3 separate regions of the Macaca mulatta genome follow, and all the other regions are linked to region 1. The links are chromatin contacts, called in public Hi-C maps. All regions are on one chromosome and are shown on one strand. Each heading gives the region's core, a stretch centred on a gene start, on an enhancer-like site or on the middle of the called end of the contact. The rest is flanking DNA. Distances are from core to core; before and after follow the strand shown.

Region 1 (4,872 bases), core at 179-2,678:
TATGTTGTGTATTTTTCGTGAACTCAATGTCAGTGCTGCACAGGCTATACCCAAGAAAACCCAACCAGAAAAATGAAATACTAAGGAATAACATTTTCTCGGGTGGGGTTAAGCTTTGGAGGGGCACAAACCACTGTATCAGATTTTTTTTTTTTTTTTTTTTTTTTTTTTTTTTTTGGTCCACAAGAACCAATTCTCACCTTGGGATAAATATCACCCCCCTCAACGCCCAACTCATAGTGCCCCCACAACATAGTCTATCTTTTGAGCTACTATCTCTTCCAAGCAAACTTTGTAACATGCTTTGAGTATTTTTATACCAGAAACTTGGTCTAGGGAAACCCCACTTCCCCAAGTCCTTAAGGATCCAAAGCCTAGATTTTGGTAGGTCATTTAATTTCTCTGAACATCAGTTTCCCTATCTGGAAAATAAGACTAATAATGCCTACCTTGTAAGAGTTGGAAACGTTAAAGGTTATGGGTATAAAGCGCTGAGCACAGAGCCTACATATAGCAAACAAACACAATGTCAAATACGAAGCAAGACACAGATAAAGTGAGATGGGCAGTATGCCAACAATGATCTCACTCCAGCAAACTGCCATTTCAATTCTTTCTAGTGTTCAACTTTCATCCCAATAAGTAGGTAGGTGAGTGACTTCGGATTATCTCAGATTTTATTTCAAAACAGCAGGAGTGAGAAATGGAGGCTAGACAACTTCAGGTAGTAGAATGACGGGGCTTTCAGTACTTACAAAGGAGGTTCCCTTACAAACGCAGGGGGACGCTCACTGTTCTCAAAGTATCGTCCTCTGAGGCAACACTAGAATCCTTTGAGTCCTGAGTAGGATGTCAGAGTCCTCAGGGGCCCCGCCGACTCCAGTGCTCTCTTATAGTTTGGCACTCCCTGGAGAGGTTTCCTAGCCTGAATGGCAAGTCCGTGCCATCTTCCGACCAGGACAGAAGACAAAGGGGCTTTTCAGCCCTCGCGTCCTCCTCCCCAACCCGCAGCCCAGCGTAAGGCGCAGCCAGGCCTTCCGGAAGCTCCACGCAACCCTCAAAGGACCCGGGATCACCGCGGAACCCCCGGAGACCCGGACACGCCTCGGCAGCTCCGAGCCCGGCCTCCCAGTCGGGAGCGGCTTTGGCAGTTCCTCACCTGGGCGTCGTCCCTGCCACTCGGCCCATAGTAGCGTCAGGTCGCCGTCAGCCCGCAGGAAGCGCAACAGCTGCACCACTAGCAGGAGCAACGCGCACAGCGCCAGCAGCCAGAGCAGCAGCTCCCAGTTCATCGCGGCCGCGCACGCCCAGCTCCGGGGGAAGAAGACAGCCCGCACCAGAGTCGCGTCGCTGCCCTGCGGGATCGCAGCGCCACTCTTTCGGCCAGCCCAGAGCGGCACCGCCCCGGCTCTGCCCAGGGAGCAGGCCGGGAGGAGGAGCCGCTCGGGCGCCCCGGGCTCAGCACTCGCGGCCGCACTCGCCTCCCTGGGGCTGCCCGCGCCCTCTTGCGCCACACCCAGCGGGGCAGGCAGATTGCTTGAATTCAGGTTTCCAAGACCAGCCTGGGCAACATTGGGAAACCCTGTCTCTACCAAAAATAAACAAATAAAATTCCAGTATTTTTTAAAAAGCTGATTCAAACATAAGCTACATATTATATACTACATTATTTCCTCTCTGTACAGGAAAACTAGCAACAGTCAGGAGACAAAGAATCATTCTTGCCTGGCCCCTCTTCTCCATTCCTATTCAGAAAGAACATTCCCTTTTCAAGTTTCAGTATCTTTTCATGAGGTCGAGAGAGTGCTGAAGAGTGTGGCTATCACTCAAAAGACCCCACAAGTCAAGGCAATGGTCCCTCCATGGGGACAAGGACCTTTTACAATTAGAGAAAAAAAGACTGAAGCCATGTGCTGTGTTGGCACCTTACAACCTGGTTCTGACCACACACAAACTTACTCTCAGCTAAAGTGTCTGTTTGGCAACCAAAGCCTAGCTTGGTACCAAATCCTCCCCTTACCCAAGCCATGATTCACATCCTAATATAAACAGCAAATGAAAACAGAGAACGTAATGAAAATACCAAGGTCTTGCCTACTCTAATACACAAAAGAGTAAACTACTGTTCTTAATTTCCGTTTGAAATGAGCTTCAAAACATTTCATTACTTCCCACTAAATACCTACATGTGTTTAAGGCATTAACAGTAGCATCTTTCTTGTTTTCAAGCATTTGAAAGCAAGAGGGCTTTCCATTCACAAGCCTCAGAGGGACCCAGTTAGAGTGCATAGATACTAGGCCATGTATGAGAACGACCTGTGACCAAATGGAGAAAGTTCTGGACGTTGATGCAGTAGAACTTTCATCCTCTTTATGTCCTAGAATACCTTGTATGCTCTGATGTCAAAGGCTGTTCCTTGGCTGAAACTAAATATGACTTTAAAACAGTCATGGAAATAAAAGAAGCTGTGACTTCCTTCCCCAATGTTGTTTTCTTTTTCCAGTCTTGCGTGCCAAACTTTTGTTTTTCTTCAAATGTTTTGAAGAATGTTACTTGCAGTAATCAAATTTCCTTAAACAGCTCTTCCTTCTCTTTTTTTAATCCTATTATAAACCTTCCCACCCTCATCCTTCTCTAAAAAGCTTTTTGGAGTTATCTGGACTCACAGTCATCTCTACCCTAATCTCAGCTCTTTCCACAATTACTTCTGAACTATGTTTGATATTGTTTTTTAATTATTTTCAGGGTTAATATATTATTGTTGCAATAGAACTTTAGAATCCTTGAAATAGAGTAGCAAATCTGATGCTCATTTTGAAGAGTCTGCAATACATAGCTTAGTGTTGACATGAGAAACAATAAGCCCACATTGGTTGAATTCTCCTTTCCTTGAAATTTAAACCTCCTTCAGAGAGAGTAGAAGGATAGTTACCAGAGGCTGAGAAGAGTAGTGAGAGGGTTGGGGGAAACTGGAGATGGTTAATGGGTACAATTATAGTTAGAAAGAATGAATAAGACCTCATATTTGATAGCACAATGGGTTGCCTATAGTCAATAATAATTTAGTTGTATGTTTTAAAATAACCAGAAGAGTAAAATTGGATTGCTTGTAACACAAAGGATAAATGCTTGAGGGGATGGATACCCCATTTACCATGAGTGATTATTACACATTGTATACCTGTATCAAAGTATCTCACATACTCCATAAATATATAGACCTACTATGTACCCACAAAAATTAAAAATTAAAATTCAATTTTTTAAAACCTCCTTGATGTTCTGAAGTCAATGTTAAAATGAGAGTTGCTAGCATTAAATATGTCAGTCTTCTCTGAGTATTATTAAAATGCTTTGAATAAAGTCACAGCCAAGGGGTCCCAAAGTCTTTCTATAACTGGTAACCTTCATTTTTAATTGCAGATGTAATAGAATGGTACCCTGCCTTCCCTCCTTTTAGTAATGGCCACTTTTGATGGTCTGGGCTCAGGCCTATTCATGGCAGCTAAGGCCCATTCAGGTCAGCTAAGATGAAGGCAGCTGTGCGTAAGCAATTGCCACCTTCCATAACAAAAGAATTACACAAAAATAACTTTAAAAATCCAGATCCTCCAAGATTGGCAGTCCCTGGGTGGGGGAAAAAGAAAAAGTGAGTGGAAGCTGTGAGTGGAAACAGGAACCAAGGAAGTCTAGGGAGGGAATATTTTTCCTCAAGAACAAGAAGGGGTTTGTAGTTTTTGATTGAGGGTGTTTTCACATCCCTTAGATGCTTTTGGAAATGTGTTGGATGAACAGTTGCCATAGTGCCAGCTAGCCAGGGTGCCATCAGAGTGCTAAAGGTCTGGGCACTATGTAAAGACATACCCAACAAAGAATTGCCCTGCCCCCAAAACTCACAACACCCTTACTCAGAAATCCTGCAACCTGGCTGGCCACAGTGGAGAGGAGGAGCTCTGCAATCTATTAGCTGCCTCCCACCACACGCTCCGGCTTACACCTGCCTGGCTATACCCCAGGTACAAGCATTCAGGTCATTGTCTAGTTTTCTGATATTCTTCAGGCAGACAAGGTCTTACCTAGAGTCTTATTTATAAGAAAATATAAGTTATTTTCTTATCTTTAGTAATCTCATGGGATCCCTCAATAAGAATATCTCACTCCACTATTCACCACAAGCAGTTCCCCATATCAGTGCGATTGTTTGTTTAGATTAGCCAATTTCCACAATATCTTGAGACTCTTAAACATAAGCAGTTTATGGCTCTCACTCTCTCTCTCCCTTAAATGCCGTGTTTCAAACTTCCCTTTATATATCTTGGTATATGATTTAGTAGTGGTGGTGGTTTTTCGAATCTAGAACTTCAAACACTCATACACACATGAGTACATGCAAAGCTGGTGAAAGTTGAATGAGGTCTGTGGATTTTGCCAATACCAATCCCCTGGTTCTGTTATTGTTTTAAAATTATGTAAAATTACTAGTGGGGGGAACGGGGTACAGGGTACACATCTATTCCATCTTGGCAACTTCCTGTGAATCTATAATCATTTTAAAGTAAAAAGTTAAAAAAATTAGGTTAAATTTCTTAAAATATGCGAATATTTTCTTAAAATTCTAAAACTGCTCAATGCTTTTCTCTCTTTCTCTTTTTTCTCCCCTCTCCAGCCAGAACCAGCCTTGGAGATAAGCAGAGTGAACAGAAATTTATGCTCTCAGATTTAAGGAAAACAAGATTCTTTCTTGCTTCTTAAATCATACTCCATCCCATCAACTTGCAAACATGCTGACACTTCTCATAATTTCACTCTTTATAAACCAAAGCGTAAGGTCAGAGGAGAACTTGACATATTAGAAGACTTAGGCATTGAAA
Region 2 (4,409 bases), core at 276-2,775, 74 kb before region 1:
ATTTATGCTGTGCCATTTACTCTGCTAAGCAATTTACAATTATTTGATTTAATCCAATGACATAACTCTCTGTGGGTTAAGTTCTATTGTTTGCCTTATTTTACAAGATATGCGGAAACCGAGCACTAGAGAAATTACATAACCTCAAGATCACACAAGTAGTGAGCAGTGGTGCCAGGGTTTCAACCCAGAGTTCCTGACTCTGGAGCCTCTACTCTTAACCATATGAAACAGACTTCTTAGCGGTAACTGGTGCTTCCAAGATGCTTAATGTGGTACTCTGACCCGCAATAAGTGAGCTTCAATGAGAAAAACTTAGGATGGACCAACAGCACATTTTCCCATATTCTATCAAATCGTGAAGACACCAAACTACGAAAGGGTCTACCTGCAAATTAAGTCCTTGAAGACAAGTATATGTATATCCCGGGTTTTCTTCCACACGCTTTCAACAAACTACACTTTTCCTCTGAACAGAATATCTTAAAAATAAATAAATAAATACAACTTTGGCTTTCTTTTAATATTCACACAGTAATTATTTTTCTATTATGAACTGAAAACCTAAATACTTAAATACAAAGTCATCATTTCCAGGATAGCCAAGAGCCAAGAACTAAAAAAAAAAAAAAAAAAATTAAGGCCTCGTTTATAGTTTTGAGGAATGGGGATCCAAACAACACAGTCCACAAGTCATCTTGGACTCTGAAGTGTGCAGAACTTGCTACAGTATCTAACCAATCACATGGGGGAGTTGCGGGTACCTTGATACCGACAAGTTAGCTTCAAAGTTCCCTTACACGAGCCTCTAAATCAGCTGAGACCAATTATTGTTAATGCTCTCCGGGGCCGTGTTGAGGACTCCCAATTGGCAATCTGGAACGTTTCCAGAACTTGGTGGGGGGGAGGGGGCTCATATTTCGTGGAGAATGGGGGAGGTGAGCCCTGGATATAGGGATAACTTTTTAACTAGCCTTAATTGGGGTCTCTGCGGCCAGGCTGTAAAGATTCCCGCCACACTAATAAGAATCAGCCACGGCCTTTTAATTGGAACGCCGGAACTCTGCCTTGTTTTACTAATATCTTAATAACACGTTTCTATGATGGACATGTTGGTTCCTTGTATTTTAAGACGCGGCCACAAACTGAAGCGATAGCGATCACGTATATGCAGTCCCCCAATCGTCCAAGCCGAATAGGTTGCATGTAGTATCACTCAAAAAACATTCATTACCGTCGGTGTGTTGAGTGGTGAGGGCCAGTGTGCGAATTCATTAATGGAAGTCGCGGGACCCCGAGCGGTTGGAGCCCTGCCACACCCCTCTGCTTGCGTTAAGACAACCTGACCCAACCTCTGGGGAATTGATGCGCAAAATGGCGGTTGCACTTCTGTTCTCCGACCCCGGCGCACAATCCTGAGGAAGGACGTCACGTCACCAGGGCAACGACACTCCTGCGTAAAGGCCCGGCCCAGTGGAAAGTTCAGGGCGTCCCCGCTCTCGCCGCTGGTGCTTCTCCTAGGCCCAGTGCCAGACCAGAGCATGAGCGACTCACGTCGTCCCTGGCCAGGCAAATGTTGGCCTAAGCTTGGCGCGAACGAAGCGCGCTATTTCCCTGCTTCCTTTAGGCCAAGCCTGCTGTACGGCAGGGCCCGCCCCCGGAGCGAGCATAGACCGGGGCAGCGAGGCCAGCCGGGCGCCGGCCAGGTCCTGAGCGCGCACGCGCTCTGTTCAGCTCCGGGTGGCGGTCGCCGGAGTTGACGTTAGCCATGGAAACCGAGAGCTGGCCCGGGCGGGGCCACGGTGAGCTTGTTGTTGGGACGCCGCAGCTTTTCTGCCTCCGCATTCGGGCAATAGCCAACCTCCCGGCGGGAGCGCCTAGCCCGGGTTTACCTGCAAAAATGCAGTCCCCGGGATGCCTTCGCGTCTTCGCTTCCCTCGGTTGACTTGAGGTACGTTCGTTGTCCGATGTCCACCTTGGGACTTCTTCGGCGCTTTAATGTCCAAGCCTGTGCGGAGAGCCAAGTTGTTCTTGGAGTATTCATTGCCACAAGAAACACATTTTTCCTTTTTAGTTTCAAAACCTGTAAGTGCAATTATTGCGCTTAATGAACTCAGTCATTAGAGATAGTAATTCAGTGTGATTTTAACTTTACTTTGAAAGACTACTTTAGTCTGTTGAATTTGTAGCATTTTGTTTCTAAGAGACTCGTACGAAATGGAAAATGGCACACCCGGAGCTGTGTCCCTTAGATAGAACTGTACTCTCACGCCTTATCTCCAGCTAAACCTCTTTTGTCCGAATTGTTCAACTCATGGGCCCCTGAACGTGAAGCGCTCCTTCCCCCACTGATCTCGATCTCTGTCCCCACAACCTCCTGTCTGTCCAGGACCAGAATTTACTCCAGTGAATCGAAAGTTGTTTTTCATGCCGCTGCATTGGTTATCTGCTTCGTATCCATCATTTTTCACTTACTCATTTTTTACTATTTTTAGGTGTTTGTTTTCTTCATTAAATCATTCCTGCAGTTAGGGCAAAGACTGTCCTTCATGTTATTTGGTATCCACCGCCACTCACGCCAGATCCCCAAACCTTTAGCATAGCATCCAGTTCAGATGTTGCCTTTTTACAAATTTAACTGTTTGGAGCATCTGTTGGCTACTCCTAAATTTCCTAAAGAGCTGCCTTCTAATTATTAACTGCTGTGGAAAATACCAATCGGGGAACCTTTTCTTTTTCCTTTTTAAGAGCTTTATTGAGATGTAATTTACATTCAGTAGAGTTCACCCATTTACAGAATTGTGCAACCCTTACCACAGTCAAGTTTAGAACATTTGCATCACCCCAAAAAGAAACTCTTTACCCTCAGCAGTCACCACCTCCCCCATTAACCTTACCCCACCAGCCATAAGCAATTACTAATCTATTTTCCGTCCCCATAAATTTGCTTATTTTGGACATTTCACAAAGATAGGATAATACAATATGTGGCCTTTTGTAACGGGCTTTCACTTAGTGTGTTTTCAAGGTTCAGCCATGTTGTAGAATGTATGAGTACGTCATTCCTTTTTATAGCCTAATTCCATTGTGTGGATATATCACATTTTATCCATTCATTGATGAACATTTGGGTCGTTTTCATTTTTTTGGCTGTTAGTAATATTTCTTCTATGAATGTTTTGTGTACAGATTTTTGTGTATACATACATGTTTTTATTTCTGTTGGGTGTATACCTGAGAGTAGAATTACTGGGTTATATGGTAACTCTAGCCTTTTGAGGAACTGCCAGACTGTTTTCCAAAGGAGCTGTATCATTTTACATAACCGCCAGATATGTTTGAGGGTTCTGATTTCTCCACAGTCTCATCAATACTTATTATTGTCTGCCATTTTTATTGTAGCCAGTCAAGAGGATTTGAAATGGTACCTAATTATGGTTTCAACTTGTGTTTTTCTAATGAGTAATGATGTTGAGCATCATTTTATATTTTCTGTGCTTATTAACCGCTTGTATATCATCTTTGGTTAAATGTCTATTCAGATCCTTTGCTCATTTTTTAAAGATTGGATTATTTGACTTCTCGTTATTAAATTGTAAGAGTTCTTTATATAGTCCGGTTGTAAGTCATATATGTATATATATATGATTTGCACAAATTTTCTTCCATCCTATAGGTTGTTTTCACTTTCACAGTGGTGAGGACCTTGTTTTTTAAACACTTTCTCACTTGTTACAGGGTACTGGATACCAATCCCCTCATGCTGGCTTAGCTATCAAAAGTTTCCCATTTTTACACTTTGTAGATTCCTCTTGGACCCACTTTTCTCCAAAGAACCCTCTTCCCCCAAGTTATCCTTCCAGTTCTCTAGCTTCAAAATGAAATTCCCTTTCATTTGGCAATTGTTAGTCCAAACTGCACCATTTTGTAACTCCCCCCACCATTTTGCAGACCTTGGTCAAAGTAACACATTCCATGGGAGTTTGGGCTGTGAGAAACATCCTGCCTAACCACCTGACCACAGTGCACAAGAACATCCTTATCATACCCTGCTAAGCAAAGGCCCGACTGAAGGAACATCCCTATCATACCCTGCAACCGGAAAAAAGGGCCAAACCACCTGATCATAGGAACATCTTATCAATATCCTGCCGGGCAGTGAACCAGACAGCCCAGACCCCTTCTGCCCATACCTGTAAGTCCCCAGCCTGTGAAGGGCGGTAGGCTCTGGCGTTAAGCTGCTCCCCCATCTCTGCAGGTTTTTGCAATATACCTGTGTTGCTGTAGAGCCCCCCCACCCCCATCTCTCTTTAACCCCCACCTTCCCTTTTAAGAAAACCTAACAGCAATAGCATGGTATGATTTAAAAACTCATTCTGCCACTAACTGACGTTGTATCTTGGTTAAGT
Region 3 (4,945 bases), core at 351-2,850, 90 kb after region 1:
CAAGTAAAGGAAACAGAACCTTCCCCAAAGTCATGTTGAGAAAATTGGAGATGGCTTTTTACAACTTTAAAAGCAGTTAAATGCTTGCTGAATGCCAGAAAGAATGAATAGTTTGCTTTTGATCTAAGAGTTGGGGCAACAAAATGGTTTAGGAGATAGAAAGTAGTAAGGTGCAAATTGCTGTAGTAAGCTCCTCAAGTAAAACAGAGAGGCCTTCAACATAAATTTACCTTTTTTACTGGCCAGAACTCAATTTGGCCAGTAGAAGAACCTGCCTTCTACAGTGAAGTCTTTGTTTTGTGTGTGCATCAGAACATCTTTTAAAAATTCGGACTTTTCTTATAACTTCTTCTCCTGTGAATGTGTAGGTCAAATTTGTGAACCGGTTAAGCCGCTGACAAGAGAGGGAAGGGCACCCCAGCCAATGGGAACTCATGCTGGTGATGTACTGCTCCTAGGCTGCGATTCATTGGCTGCCTAGGGTTTGTCATTCTATACCCGGCGTCTGCAAGCAGCGTGGGTCGGGTTTTCTAGCTAGCTGAACTGGATTTTGGCAGCCGGCACGTGCAGTTTCTATTAACTTTAGCTCATCTCTACCTCTTAACAGAAGCAGCTGTTATGTTTCTGATTATTCTCCTGATTTTGAAAAATCCTATTTCCTTCACCTACCTCATTGGAGGTCATTGGAGGTCCCCTGGGACAGAATCACGTGATTATCTAACATGTGCAAATAAATACAATGTGGAATCCCCTGAGCTACAGAGGGAAAACCTGCCAGAAAGAGCATGTGCCCCGTGCGTGAATCAGCTGCACTCGCACGTGGGTGGGCGGTGGTAGTGTGCGTGTCTCTGCCCTTCGGGACGCGAGGTGTGTGGCCGTGGCACCTGCTTGGGCTTCATGGGGTCACTGGGAGAGGAAGGCTCTGGAGGCGTGGGACTCTGGGGTAGGGGGGTCTGGCAGCTGCCTGGGATCCATCATGGGTTCGAAGGGCAGCGGCCAGACCGCGACGGCGCCCAAGAAGGGTGGACAGCTCCGGGTCTGTGATCGGGGCTGCGTGTACACCATCTTCGCAGGGAGTGGGGTTTGTATCTGCAGGCTGGTAGAAAGCCAGGGCTCGGGGCGCGGACGCCGTAGGGGTAGCTTCCAAGTCCCTACTTGGCCAAGGGCCGGGCATGGAGGGGCTGTCCATCTACTGGGCACCGAATAGTCGCACATTCTGTCCAGTCCCTGACGCCAGAACGTGAAGGCCCGAGTCCTCGCTGCTATCCGGACCCCGCTCCCTTCGGCTTCAGCCTGGTGCTCCAGGCCGCAAGGCGACGGCGGCGGCAGCAGCGGAGAAAGAGGCTGGGTAGGGCAGTGACGTCATCTGTGGCGGCCCCTCCCCCGCCCGCCAGCCTTCGCCGCAGTTCCTGCCCAACGACATCCGGGTCTCTGTAGCTGCTCGCCGCGCCGCAGCTGTAGCGGCGGTGGAGCCAGCGGGGCGGGGCGAGCGGAGGGTGGGGGAGGGGCGACGCGGTCGTGAGCGCGCCTGCGCGGGGCCGCGCTAGAGGCGGCGGCGGCGGCGGCGGCGGCGCTAGGGACGGGAGCGCGCGCGGGAGCTAGAGAGCAGTGGTCTCGGCGCCGGTCCGGCCCGCAGCTTCGGGTCCTCAGGCGGCTGCTGCTCCGGAACGGGTGGTTGGGGAGGGGGGGTGGGGGGACGCTAGACAGGTGAGGCGCGAAAGCGATGAATCCTCGGCTCTTCCTCCTCCTCCTCCGGGACCCGCTCTCTGCCTCCCTCTCCAACGCCCGGATGATCTGAGCCGCGAGGGCGCCGAGAGCCGGGGGCCCGGACGCAACCCGGCTCCTCCCCTCCTCCGCCCCCTCCCCGGCCTGACCTGGCCCGCCGCTGCCGCGGTGACCCCCTCCCCGGCTGCCGCCGCCGCCGCCGCGGTGACCCCCTCCCCGGCTGCCGCCGCCGCCGCCTCGGCCGACCAGGGACCTGCCCGCCTGCGGCTGCTCCGGGTAAGTGCGGCGCTTGGGCCGACGGCGGGCGGGCGGGCGGTGCGGGCCTGCGCGGCGGCGGCGGCGGGCAGGCCTGGGGCCTGTAAACAAGCCGGGCGTCTGCCCGGGCGCTCCCGGGAGGAGACGCGACAACTCCACCCCCTGGCCGGCCTCCTCCCCCGAGCCGGGCGGCGGGCGGCGAGGGGTTAACGCTCGGCGAGGGCGGTGGCGGTGAGGCGGGGGCGGGGTGTTTGTGGCGGCGGCGCGGGGAGGGGGCGCGACCCCCTGGCCGTCCGCGGCCGGGAGGGGTGTTTGTGGCGGCGAAGCGGGCGAGGGCCGCGGGCCAGCCTGGCCGGAGAGCGGCCTGCGGAACTTTTCCCGAGCGGGGAGGGGGCGTCCTCCCGCCCCTACCCTCCCGGGCGCGCCGCCCCTGCTGTCCTGGGCTTTGGCCCCTGGGAGGGAGGCGGGGAGATTTCTTTTGAATCGGGCTTAGCCTCGAAAAACCTAATTCTGTAGAAATTGCTTAAGGGTTTACAGGGGGCAGGGCTGAGAAGCTCCTTCAGAACTCAAGTCAGTGAGTGATGCCTCCAGTTCATTCATTATTAAGGCATCGAAAACATCCATTGAAGTAAATTCCGATTTCTCATCCTTTTAACTACGTAAATTGGTTAAAACTTCTTGATGTTAGAGCTTGGTTGAGGTATGGTTCTGTTCTGCTTGTAGATTTTAATTAAACTTGGATCCTTTTCTTGAAAGACAGCTGGCTGTGGAGAGCCTTCTACCAACTGCAGTTTTAGATACGTTTTGAAAATTTCATCACCTGAGGTATTTTTCTTCTCTCTCCTCAAACACCACATGGTACTTATAAATCCACAAAGGTCATGCTTCAGTTGTCCAAGCCATGGGGTCTGTGTGCTACCCCCGCCTCACCCCGAGTTTCCTGCTAATTGGAATAATGAGCTGAATGTGTTTCAAGAAGTGGTTGGAAAAGTGTGAGAGAGAGGTGTCATTTTCTCAAAGGAAATGATTTTGACATTATTGAGATAAATTAGAAATTTTTAAACATTGTTGTGTAAAACAGTCTTTTCAAACTTGCACGTTGAGGTTTTAAACACAACCACTTTACTGAGTGTGTTTCGCTCCGAAAAGTGGAGGGATTTGTTGAAACACCACTCTGCTGAGACTTAGGGTTCCAGAGCACTCAGGAATTTAGCAGAGTTTGGTCCCCAACTCTCTTTGAAATACTTCACTTTTATACTTTTATCTTGCTACATATTGGGCCTTTTCCAAAGATTGTTTTTCTGTAACTCCTTATTTTACAAATGAGAAAATTGAAAATAAGGAGATTTTCTGTTCTTAGATGTTACTTTTATTGACTTAATGCTTTCTTTACCAATAAATAATTTGAAGCACAAAGTAACATTTCCAAGTGTTACAGTTTTGTTCTTGTTATGTGTAACTTACATGTATCTGATTAAACTTTCAGTCATTTAAGGATGATTACTTTTAACCTGGAAGTTTACAGCAGTACCACATTATTGAAACTATAATGAACTTCCTGCACCACATGGCAGTTGCTTAAGACATTTTAATTTGATATCATAAAACATTTTTAGATCAGTGAAGTAATTACATTATGGGAAAGGTATATTAAGACTGATAATGTTTGAAGTTAACTACCTCCATTATATTTGAGAAATAATAGTCATCAAATTCCTTTTTGTTTGTATCTTTTTATGTATTTTGTATACATATTGTATATTTTTACATGATGGACTGAGGTATATGACCGGTTGAAGGGAACAGTGCAGTAGGAGACAAGGATTGTTTAGTCATGGCTATGCTCCAAAATATCTGTGTCCATGGACAAGTCCTTTAACCTTTTGAGTTTCAGCTTCCAAATCAGTAAAGCCAGTTGGGCAGATTAGATTATCATATGTACTGTCCAGTTATTACATTTTTAAATTTTCTTATCAATATTGTGTGACTAGTCACCATACCTTTGCCAAATAAATACCTGTTATGTGTGAGGCACTTAGATGTTTCGGTGTTCTAAGGCTGGATTTCTTTCTCGGTTCTGTTTTATTTAACAAATTCTAAGTTGGTGATGGTTCTTTAGAAAAGCTATTCTTGTAAGCTATTCTTGATTTTTCTTTTGGGATTGGGATGTATAGAGAAACTCTTGAGAGGGAGAAGGATGGAGATTTCATGGGAGACAGAGGGTGGTTGAGACTACAGGTTTGAACAAGCACAGGACCCTTGGTAGTCTGATGTGAAGGATATTATAAAAATACATTATGAAGGTTTTTTCTGTCACTTCAAGCTGGGTCTTGTTAAACCTTTGAAAATTCTGTAATACCTCATTTGTTTTTGAAAGAAATCTATGGCAACATCATTTTGTCATGTGGTAAATATTGCTAAGCAGTTACTAAATACCTATAGTCTTTGAGTTTGTTCAGATTATACCTAGGCCATTTGTTTACTCTAATAGCTAGTAGAATGTACAGCTGATTTTGCTTTAACTGTGTGTGTGCTTATTTGTAATTTTTAATCAAAGAGTGGCATATATCCACAACGAACTTGTTACCTCTGAAATGCCCGTGAGAACTGGATTAATTTTTTAAGATGTAAATCTATGGTCATGTAGAAATAATGTAGCAAGGTGATATTTTGATGATCCCCTCAAATGATTATCTAACTCTTGCCTGGGCACCTGACTCTGAGTCAGTATACTCTTGAATACTTTCCATCCTTAATCAAATCAGGAGAAAGAGACGGCCATGTAAGAAAATTGACCCTGGCAGGGTTTTGTAAGAGTTAAGCAAGAAGATAAAACAAGGCATGGCCCTGTGAAATATATAAACCTTGGAGAAGGGGAGAAGGTATGGTGAGGCAACTGGGTAAAAGTTGTGTCGTCTTCTATGTTGGGTAGTAATTTTATGTCACAGTGTGTCCTGTCTTCCAT

The links. Hi-C and Micro-C count contacts between places; a contact is called where the count stands out from the background.
Region 2: a contact with region 1 is called in a Hi-C map of fetal cortex germinal zone, with 2.2 times the contacts expected there. The contact joins the promoter of PCNX4 here to the promoter of DHRS7 in region 1. A contact is called at or near these places in 2 of 14 Hi-C or Micro-C datasets (fetal cortex germinal zone and fetal cortical plate).
Region 3: a contact with region 1 is called in a Hi-C map of CD4 T cells, with 4 times the contacts expected there. The contact joins the promoter of PPM1A here to the promoter of DHRS7 in region 1. A contact is called at or near these places in 3 of 14 Hi-C or Micro-C datasets (CD4 T cells, blood and liver).

The regions. Positions count from the first base shown.
Region 1 is chr7:133,288,733-133,293,604 of T2T-MMU8v2.0, forward strand. It overlaps DHRS7 (dehydrogenase/reductase 7), which reads right to left and starts at 1,429. Exons shown (of 7, transcript NM_001261687.1): 1 at 1,160-1,429. The coding sequence starts at 1,292.
Region 2 is chr7:133,214,600-133,219,008 of T2T-MMU8v2.0, forward strand. It overlaps PCNX4 (pecanex 4), which reads left to right and starts at 1,526. Exons shown (of 12, transcript XR_013396288.1): 1 at 1,526-1,951.
Region 3 is chr7:133,378,984-133,383,928 of T2T-MMU8v2.0, forward strand. PPM1A (protein phosphatase, Mg2+/Mn2+ dependent 1A) reads left to right here and starts at 1,601. Exons shown (of 7, transcript XM_077941090.1): 1 at 1,601-2,001.